2 separate regions of the Mus musculus genome follow, and region 1 is linked to region 2. The links are chromatin contacts, called in public Hi-C maps. All regions are on one chromosome and are shown on one strand. The core of a region is the stretch at or near the end of the contact, and the rest is flanking DNA. Distances in the headings are between cores, read along the strand shown.

Region 1 (3,823 bases), core at 383-2,882, 270 kb before region 2:
AAACCGAGTGAATTCAGTGAGAGAGTTGCTGCTGGCGTTTGCAGAGCTGCAATGTGGAACATTCCAGAAGGACCAGACTGCTCACCCAAGAGTGTCACTTTTGGAGGTATGTGTGTGGGAATCCCACACCTTAGAGACAATGAGGTATAATTTTTGATTTGAATGCAGAAGCTTCTAAAAATATTGCAGGATGGAAAATACTGCCTCTAAAAGAGTCCTTACAAGAAGAAGGGAAGCTAGGCAGCTCACGGATGGAAAAATTCCAATCTTGTAAACAGAAAAAAGGATGGATAAGTGTCTGCGTGAAAGGCAAAATTAGTGCTGTTTAAAAGAGCCTGGGGGGCGGGCGAGAGGGCTCAGAGCACCGGTGAGGGGGTTTATAAGCTGAGTGATTCCTGGAACCCACATGGTGGAAAGAGAACTGATTCCCATGGTGGTCCTCTGACCTCCAAATGCAGATCTGTACACAGACACACACACACATACATACACAGACACACATGCACACACATACACACACACACACACACACACACACACATGCACAGGCATACAGACAGATAGGCAGACAGAAAGACACACACAGACACACAGGCAGACAGCCAGACAAACACAGACAGACACACACACAGACAGACACACATACACACACAGACACACACACATAGACACACACAAACACACACACACATAGATACACACACAGACATACACACACACAGACAGAGGATTCCTATGGTCCCATGCCATGTAGTTAGTACAGAGTACCTGCTTGTAACCAGATTTGCTCTGTTTCTGGGGGTCAGGAGAAGTTTAGCCCATAGTGCAAGGTCACAGAGGGGCTATCTGTCACCTTCTCCAGGCTGTATGGGCAGCTGGGTGTGACTTGATCTGTGGGACCATAGCTCCTGACCCAACGCTTCCATCCTGAGCTTTCCTCTCTCCATAATCCCTCCCCCCTGCTTTTCTGCAATTCTCCCTTTGAATGAGAGCTCTTTTTCTATCTCAGACTGGCCTCAGATTGGCAGCCCACAAGCCTCAGCTTCCTGGGTTTATTTATGGGCCTTTGCCACCAAGATGGGTCTCCGCCTGTCTTATCTGTGGCCAACACATGTTCATTGTAAACAATGTCTTACCCCCAAACCTATCAATATTCCTTTAGTGCAAGGTTTAGTGGACAGTTCTTGGCTGATGGTCATTTGTAAAGATTTCTCCTTCAGTAATCCTGAAACGTCCCAATGCTGCGAGCCTTCAATACAGTTCTTCATGCTGTGGTGACCCCCCCCAACCACAAAATTATTTTCCTTGCTACTTCATAGCTATAATTTTGCTACTGCTATGAATTGTAATATTGATATCTGATATGCAACCCCTATGAAAGGGTCATTTGACCCTCAAAGGGGACACAACCCACAGGTTGAGAACCTAAGGCCCAGGCTTAGCCATTTTCCTGGCTAGCATCTTAAAAGGCCCAGTCAAACCTTTAGTTGCAGCTATTCACAGTTCAGACTCCAGGTATTACAAATTCTCAGAGGGAGCTACGATATGGTTTCTATCCTTGGAGAGTCTCAGGGGCACCTGGAAGATAATTTATGCCACCCATCCCAAGCTGCAGGGAGGCCCAGTGCCCAGTAGATGGCAGCATAGGACCGTCCAGCCCCATCTAATGGGGACGTGTGCTGAGTGGGGAAGACTCTGGGTTTCACATTGCCTTTTCTCCCATCTTCACCACCCAAATTACACAAGCCAACATCAGAGGGACAGTTCAGAGCTCTGGGTGGCCGAACATCTTTTCTCAAGAACCTGCAGGTGACATTTTACTACTTTCAAACTTGTGGCACAAAGAAAAAAACAGCTAATCACTTTATATAATAAGGGTGCCTGTCCCCTGTGTGGAGGGGAAGAGAAGAAACTTGCCTCAACCGTAGACGCTTAAATCACACCGAAATTCAGCCATTAGGTTTATTCCGCAAAGAAAGGGGCAAGAGGGTCTGGGGCTCTGTGCTCAGAGATTCATATCACTGGGGCAAATACAAAGGAGAGTCAGGCAGACTTGGATGGGCTGGTTTGCCTCTGGGAAGCAGACAGGTGCTCTCTGGCCAGTGTGAATTTGTGTGCTAAGTGCTGCCCACCGCACACAGAAACTTGTCTGCTGAGGTCTGAGGACTGCAGCCACATCTATCTCCCCCCCGTTCTTAGGTTAGGAAATCTTTCTTCCTGGAAGTGGCAAATGGTTAAGGGATCAGAAGAGCGCATATTCCTTTTCACTAAAAAAAAATCCAAAAGGAATTTCCTATTACAAGGTTTAACTCCTTGTTTGTTGTGATTTGAGGCAGTTCTCATCTGCCTGCCTCTGCTTCCTGGGTGCTGAGATTAGAGTGTATACCTCCACACGCAGCCAAAATCAAATATTTAACACACACGTTGGTTTACATGTGTTGGTCAGAGAAAATAGAGATCTAGGGATAACGGCTCATGTCTGAAATTCCAGCCCTCAGGAGGTCGAGGTGGGAGAGTCATGGCCAACCTCATCTGCCTGGACGACAGAGCGGGATTTTGAAGGGAACAAAAAAAAAAGGAGAAAGGAGAGAGTTTTATTTGGAGAGTTGTTAGTGTCATAGGCAGACAGGAGCATAGTGTAGCTACGGTCTCTCTCTCTCTCTCTCTCTCTCTCTCTCTCTCTCTCTCTCTCTCTCTCTGTATGTGTGTGAGAGAGAGAGACAGAGACAGAACAGGAGCGGGCAAGTGCCAAGCCTTCCCTTAGATACAATGAGGCATTGTTCTTAAAGATTTCTGAGAGACAGAGTGGATCCCACATCAAGAAGTAGCTGACTTAATAACTAACAACACAGTGTGTCTGAGTCAGGTGTCTGGAGTTCAAGAATGGTGGGGGGAGGGGACAGTCCACTCTAGTGAGGGTTTGTATGTGCTTCTGTTTGTGTGTGCTTTTTCATTTACATGCATTTTCATTTGCATGCATTTTATGTGTGTATGCATCTGTCTGTTTATATGTTCTCTGTGAGTTTGTGTGTGAATGCGTGTGTCTGTGCATCTGCACATGTGTGTTCATGGATGTCTGTGTGTTGGTGTCTCTTTGCGGGCATATGCATGCATGCACATTGTGTGTGTTGGTTTTGCATGTGTACACATTATATTTATGTGTGTCTGTGTGCCCTAATGAATTTGTGTGTGAGCTTATGTTTGTGCACACATGTAGGCATGTGTGTGTATACAGGCATATATGTGTTTGTATGTGAACATTTGTATGCTTGTGTGTTCTTGGTGTACGTGTGTACACATGTGTGTGTCTTTTGTGTGCATGTGTGGGTTTCTTTTGCATGAATTTGTGTTTGTGGGTTTTTTTTAACATCTGCATGTTGGTTCCTGGGTTTGTATGCATGTGTGCTTATGAATGTATATTTTGTGTGTTTGTGTGATTTTGTATTTGTACTCCACATGTGAGTTTTTGTGTGTGCATGTGTGTGTATACATGTTTATGCGCATGTTTTCAAATGCCTGTGTGCTTGTGCTTGTGAGTTTGTGTATGCATTCAGGTGTGTTTGTTTGTGCATGTATATATGTGTTGATGTTTGAATATGCATGCGTGTTTGTGTGTTCGTGCTGGTGATTTGTTTGTGTCTGTGTGTTTGTAATACCCCATTTTTCAGAGCTAGCAATGAAACAGGACAGTATAAAATAGCAGGAGAACAGTATAAAACAACTTCAAAATTATTCATATGTAAGTAAAACCTGAATCCCTGTGGTATTAGATCCAGTGGCCAGAAAACCAAGAGGAGGATTGGGTCTAGGTGGCTGAGGGCAG
Region 2 (4,082 bases), core at 94-2,593:
TTAACATCAGGCTCTCTCTGTGCACCCCTGGCTGGCCTGGAACTTGATGCATAGACCAAACTGGCTTAGCAACTCAGATCTGCTTCCCTTGATCCTAAGTGCCGGGACTAAAGGCATGTGCCACGTCACCCCACTGTTTCCAGATTTCTACTCTGATTATCCATATCGTGACAAATACGCACAGCTTGCATGTGTTACTTTGTAACAGATACAACACAGACCCTGTAACCCTGTGGTTCCCCCAGGGTTAAATTTGTAAGAGTAAGATCATTATCTCAGTTCATGGACTTCAATCTGTGGGACACAGCCCACTGCCCCAGTCTGTGCCGACATAAGAGACCTGAACACACTGAGCATCGTCACACATTTAGATATTTACCTGTCTCTAATAAGGAAAAAAAATGTGACTTGTCTTAACTACCATGGCTCTGAACATTTCCACTTGGCTAACTGATGTGTTCAATAAAAACTGCTTGTGGATGAAGGCCCCCACTATTCTAATTTTGTCTTTTCTCTCCAATTACATGCGAGAGAGTTCTTTTTCCTTTTCTTTTCAAGGCCAGAAGAAGAACAATTGTTTATTGAGTACACCTGGAGAGTGCTAGTGAGCTGGGCAGTAGCTAGGGTACCACCTGCAGCTTAGGGCAGTGAGTCACATAAGACGGGGGGATGAGATGTCTTTCTGTGCTCAGAAGAAATATCCCCTGTGTGTAGCTCTGGGGATGTAGTTTGTGTCATGAGGAGGAAGGCAGTCTGGGTAGGCAGGTAAACGATGCTAGACCTTTGTGTGAGTCAGCATGGTAGTACCACCCAGTCTTGTGGCTTCTGCCACGCAAATCAGGGCAGTCATGGTCTGTTACCCAGCCCTGGGCTGCAGTTGTGTGGCATTTAAGGAGCCTGGCCTGGTGCTCCATCACAATCCCTGAATCACACAATGTGGAAGAACTCCTTCCGTGTGAGTCCTCTGTGCACTGCATTGCCCACAAACACACATGGTACAAAAAAAAGAAAGAAAAACATCTAAACAAGCATGTGTTTTTGCAGAAATCAGTGGTTGAGTGGGACTCAGAGGATCCTGAATTCCAAGAGCATTTTCTTTAAAAAAAAAAAAAAAAAAAAAAAAAAAAAGAACTCCATCATACATGTTGCAAGGATATTTCCCATCTACCCCTTGGCTTTCGGATGTTTGTTTATAACAAGCCCAAGAACAGATAGATGAAATTATCAAAACAGACTGTAAAGTCCACAAACAAAGCCAAACACACATGCTAGCTCTGTAAGGATCTTGTATCGAACCGATAAGCTACAGGGAGCCCCGCTGCATTCCATAAACAGCACTGAGGTCTGTGGCATTTGGGAAATCAAAGTTAAAGCTGGTTCCTATCTCCTCACAGGAAAATAGATTGCATATGAATCAAAGCCTTAAAACACACAAACAAAAATAACAAAACTTCTAGAAGATTTTCTTGGGGGTGGGAAAGACCTTTTAAGCACACCATATGGGGAGACATAAGGGGAAGGGCTGGTAATTTTAACTGCACACAAAAAAGGGTTTAAGCTTTCTGCCAGAAAAGAAAGTAGGTCTGGAATTATCCAAGGTACATGGCTCTCTGTGCCTTGCAGTTGACCCGTGGCCTGGAATTTTTCTGGTTTCTGTTTCTCAAGGGTGGTGGGGACTAAGTCAAGGGTCCCTGGGTCCCTGAGAGGCCTGACCTGGAAAGTGCTGTGAAGGAGAGAGAGAGAGAGAGAGAGAGAGAGACAGACAGACAGACAGACAGACAGACAGACAGAGACAGACAGAGAGACAGAGACAAACAGAGACAGAGACAGACAGAGAGACAGAGGGAGACAGAGACAGAGAGACACAGAGAGAGAGACAAAGAGAGAGGCGAGAGAGAGAGAGAGAGAGAGAGAGAGAGAGAGAGAGAGAGAGAGAGGAGGGAGCTGTGGGGGGTGGAGCAGAAGGAGGTTCTTGCCATCATGAGCTTCACCTCCCCTTGTTTCCCCCTCCTCCTTCTTCCATCCTCCTAATTCTCTTCTTCTTCCCTCCTTCTCTTTTTCCTCCTCCCTCCTCCCTTCCCCTCCTCTTCTCCTCCCTCCCTCCTCTCCTCTTCCCTTCCTCTTCATTCCCATCCTACTTATCCCCTCCCCCATTCTCCCTTCTTCCTCTTCATCCCATCCTCATCCCCCTTTCCCTTCCTTGCCATCCTCCCCCTCCTCCTCCTCCTCTTCCTCCTCTTTCTACCCCTCATTCGTCCCTCCTCCTCTTACATTCTCCCTCCTCCCTCCCTTCCCCTGCCCTTTGCTTTCCTCCATAGACCCTACTTAACGAAGGCCATAACCTGAGCCAGGGCCCCAAACTTCATGGCCCAGGAGCCCGCAGGCCTTCCCTACTGCCTCAAGGCTGCCAGCTCATGCGCTTCTTTGACCAGAAGCCCCAGGCCTGGGGCCCTGTGAGAGAGCTGGATTGTGGTGCCAGCCGGACGTCTGCCCCTAACAGCCAAAGCTCTGAAGATCTGGGTAAGTGACCAAGGCCCACGATCCAAGGGGACAGGAAGGCTGTGGCCCAATTTCAGATGACAGAGACAGAGTACCAGTGCCTGTCTCTGTGTCTTTGTGAAACTCTTGCTCTGAGAACCTTCCTGTGCCCACCCCATCTGTTCATCCCCTCAGGGACAGGCTTCCAGAAAGGTGGATTTGTCCCTCTCTGGGACAAGCCCAAGCCACCTGTGCGTTAGCGCATTAGGAAGGATCGGTCTTTAAAGCTGGATGGCCTTTGTGTTTTCTAGAAATGACTGCCCCCAGGGGAGGGATGACATTCTCTGCAAATGGCTGCCTGTTTGGGCTCAGGTTCAGCCCTCTTGTTCTTCCAGCCATAGAGCCAGCCCATTGTCCTTCAACCTTTGAACGGGAGACATCCTTAGACTTGGAGCCCATGGCTGAGTCCGAGGAGCAAGCCAATCCCTGCAGGACTGCCACTCCAAGCCCTGTGGTGGGCAAGGCTTTGGTCAAAGGCCTGTGCGCCAACCAACGCATGCAGTGGGAAGTGAGCTTCGAGCTGGAGCCTCCAGCCCTGAAGAGGGGGGACACACAGAACGCTGACATGTGGAGTGAGACTTTCCACCACCTGGCGGCCCGCGCCATCATCCGAGAATTCGAGCATCTGGCAGAGCGCGAGGACGAGATCGAGCTGGGTGAGCCACCAGGATCAGGGTGGCAGGATTCCCTTTGGCAGCACGGTGCCCTTCTCACTGACCAAGGCCAACCCATTCCAAAGCCCCGCCCACACCCTAAGACCCACCCTCCAGAGACCTAGTGCCACATCTACTGCCCAAGATCCCTTCCCTAATTTTCAGACTCTCACCCACACCCAAAGCCCTCAAAGTCCTTGCTCTGTCTCAGTAACCTAAGGTTAGCCCTAGGTTAGCCTCGCCAACTAGCTCCACACTATGCACAGCTCGCCTCCTTACCACACCTCTGCTGAAGTCAAGTCTCTGTACCACTAGCTGTTTCCTGAGCCTACATTCCACTGTGTCTCACCCCATATTAAATGGAGCTTGGGCCTGAATCCTCAACTTGAGGTGCCCTCCCTTCCTCGGCCCTGGATTTGTCCATCTCTCCCACTCTTCAGATGACCCATCCTCCTCTCTTCCTACCTCCTCCTCTCCTACCACACTTGCCCACCCCCATGCTCCCTCATACCCAGCATTTCTCTGGGTGACTCATATCTGGTTCTGGAGGGTCAACAATGATAGGAGATCCTCTGAGGTTGAACCTTCCCAGAGGGCCCCTAGACCTAGCCTAGATCCTGCCCATTCTCATCAGCCCCAATGACTCCCCCACAGTCAGCGGGGGGCCAGGCTAGGTGTTTGGCCCCACAGACGCCTCCGGAGGGTTGGTTAGCATAGAATAAAGTGAGCACATCCTTTCCCGGGGCACCTGACACTGGCTAAGAGAGGCCAGCATTAATCAAACAATTACACAGCTAATTAAATAAGTCCTGTTCAGAAACGCTTGAATTCCAAGCCCTGTATAGCAGGGATGGGTCGTGAGCTAATTTAGTTCAGGAACTGGGGCAGCCT

What was found. Hi-C and Micro-C count contacts between places; a contact is called where the count stands out from the background.
Region 1: a contact with region 2 is called in a Hi-C map of cortical neurons, with 4 times the contacts expected there. The contact joins two enhancer-like sites. A contact is called at or near these places in 6 of 39 promoter capture datasets (the 3T3-L1 cell line, cranial neural crest, liver and 2 more), 5 of 484 Hi-C or Micro-C datasets (Sertoli cells, cortical neurons, nephron progenitors and 2 more), 2 of 115 datasets of contacts at active chromatin or transcription factors (embryonic basal ganglia and forebrain) and 4 of 9 other capture datasets (adipose tissue, embryonic stem cells, liver and 1 more).

Annotation. Positions count from the first base shown.
Region 1 is chr4:138,849,495-138,853,317 of GRCm38.p6, reverse strand. It overlaps a transcript of Pla2g5 not described here. Among named protein-coding and RNA genes, the nearest start is that of Gm32930, 12 kb to the left of the region's middle. Within about 2 kb of position 1,632, at least 12 of the 459 cell types and tissues checked have an H3K27ac peak or open chromatin away from gene starts, as enhancers often do. A contact at or near this core is called in cortical neurons, where this site is marked.
Region 2 is chr4:138,580,017-138,584,098 of GRCm38.p6, reverse strand. Vwa5b1 (von Willebrand factor A domain containing 5B1) reads left to right here. Exons shown (of 22, transcript NM_029401.1): 15 at 2,319-2,520; 16 at 2,874-3,194. Among named protein-coding and RNA genes, the nearest start is that of Vwa5b1, 42 kb to the left of the region's middle. Within about 2 kb of position 1,343, at least 3 of the 459 cell types and tissues checked have an H3K27ac peak or open chromatin away from gene starts, as enhancers often do. A contact at or near this core is called in cortical neurons, where this site is marked.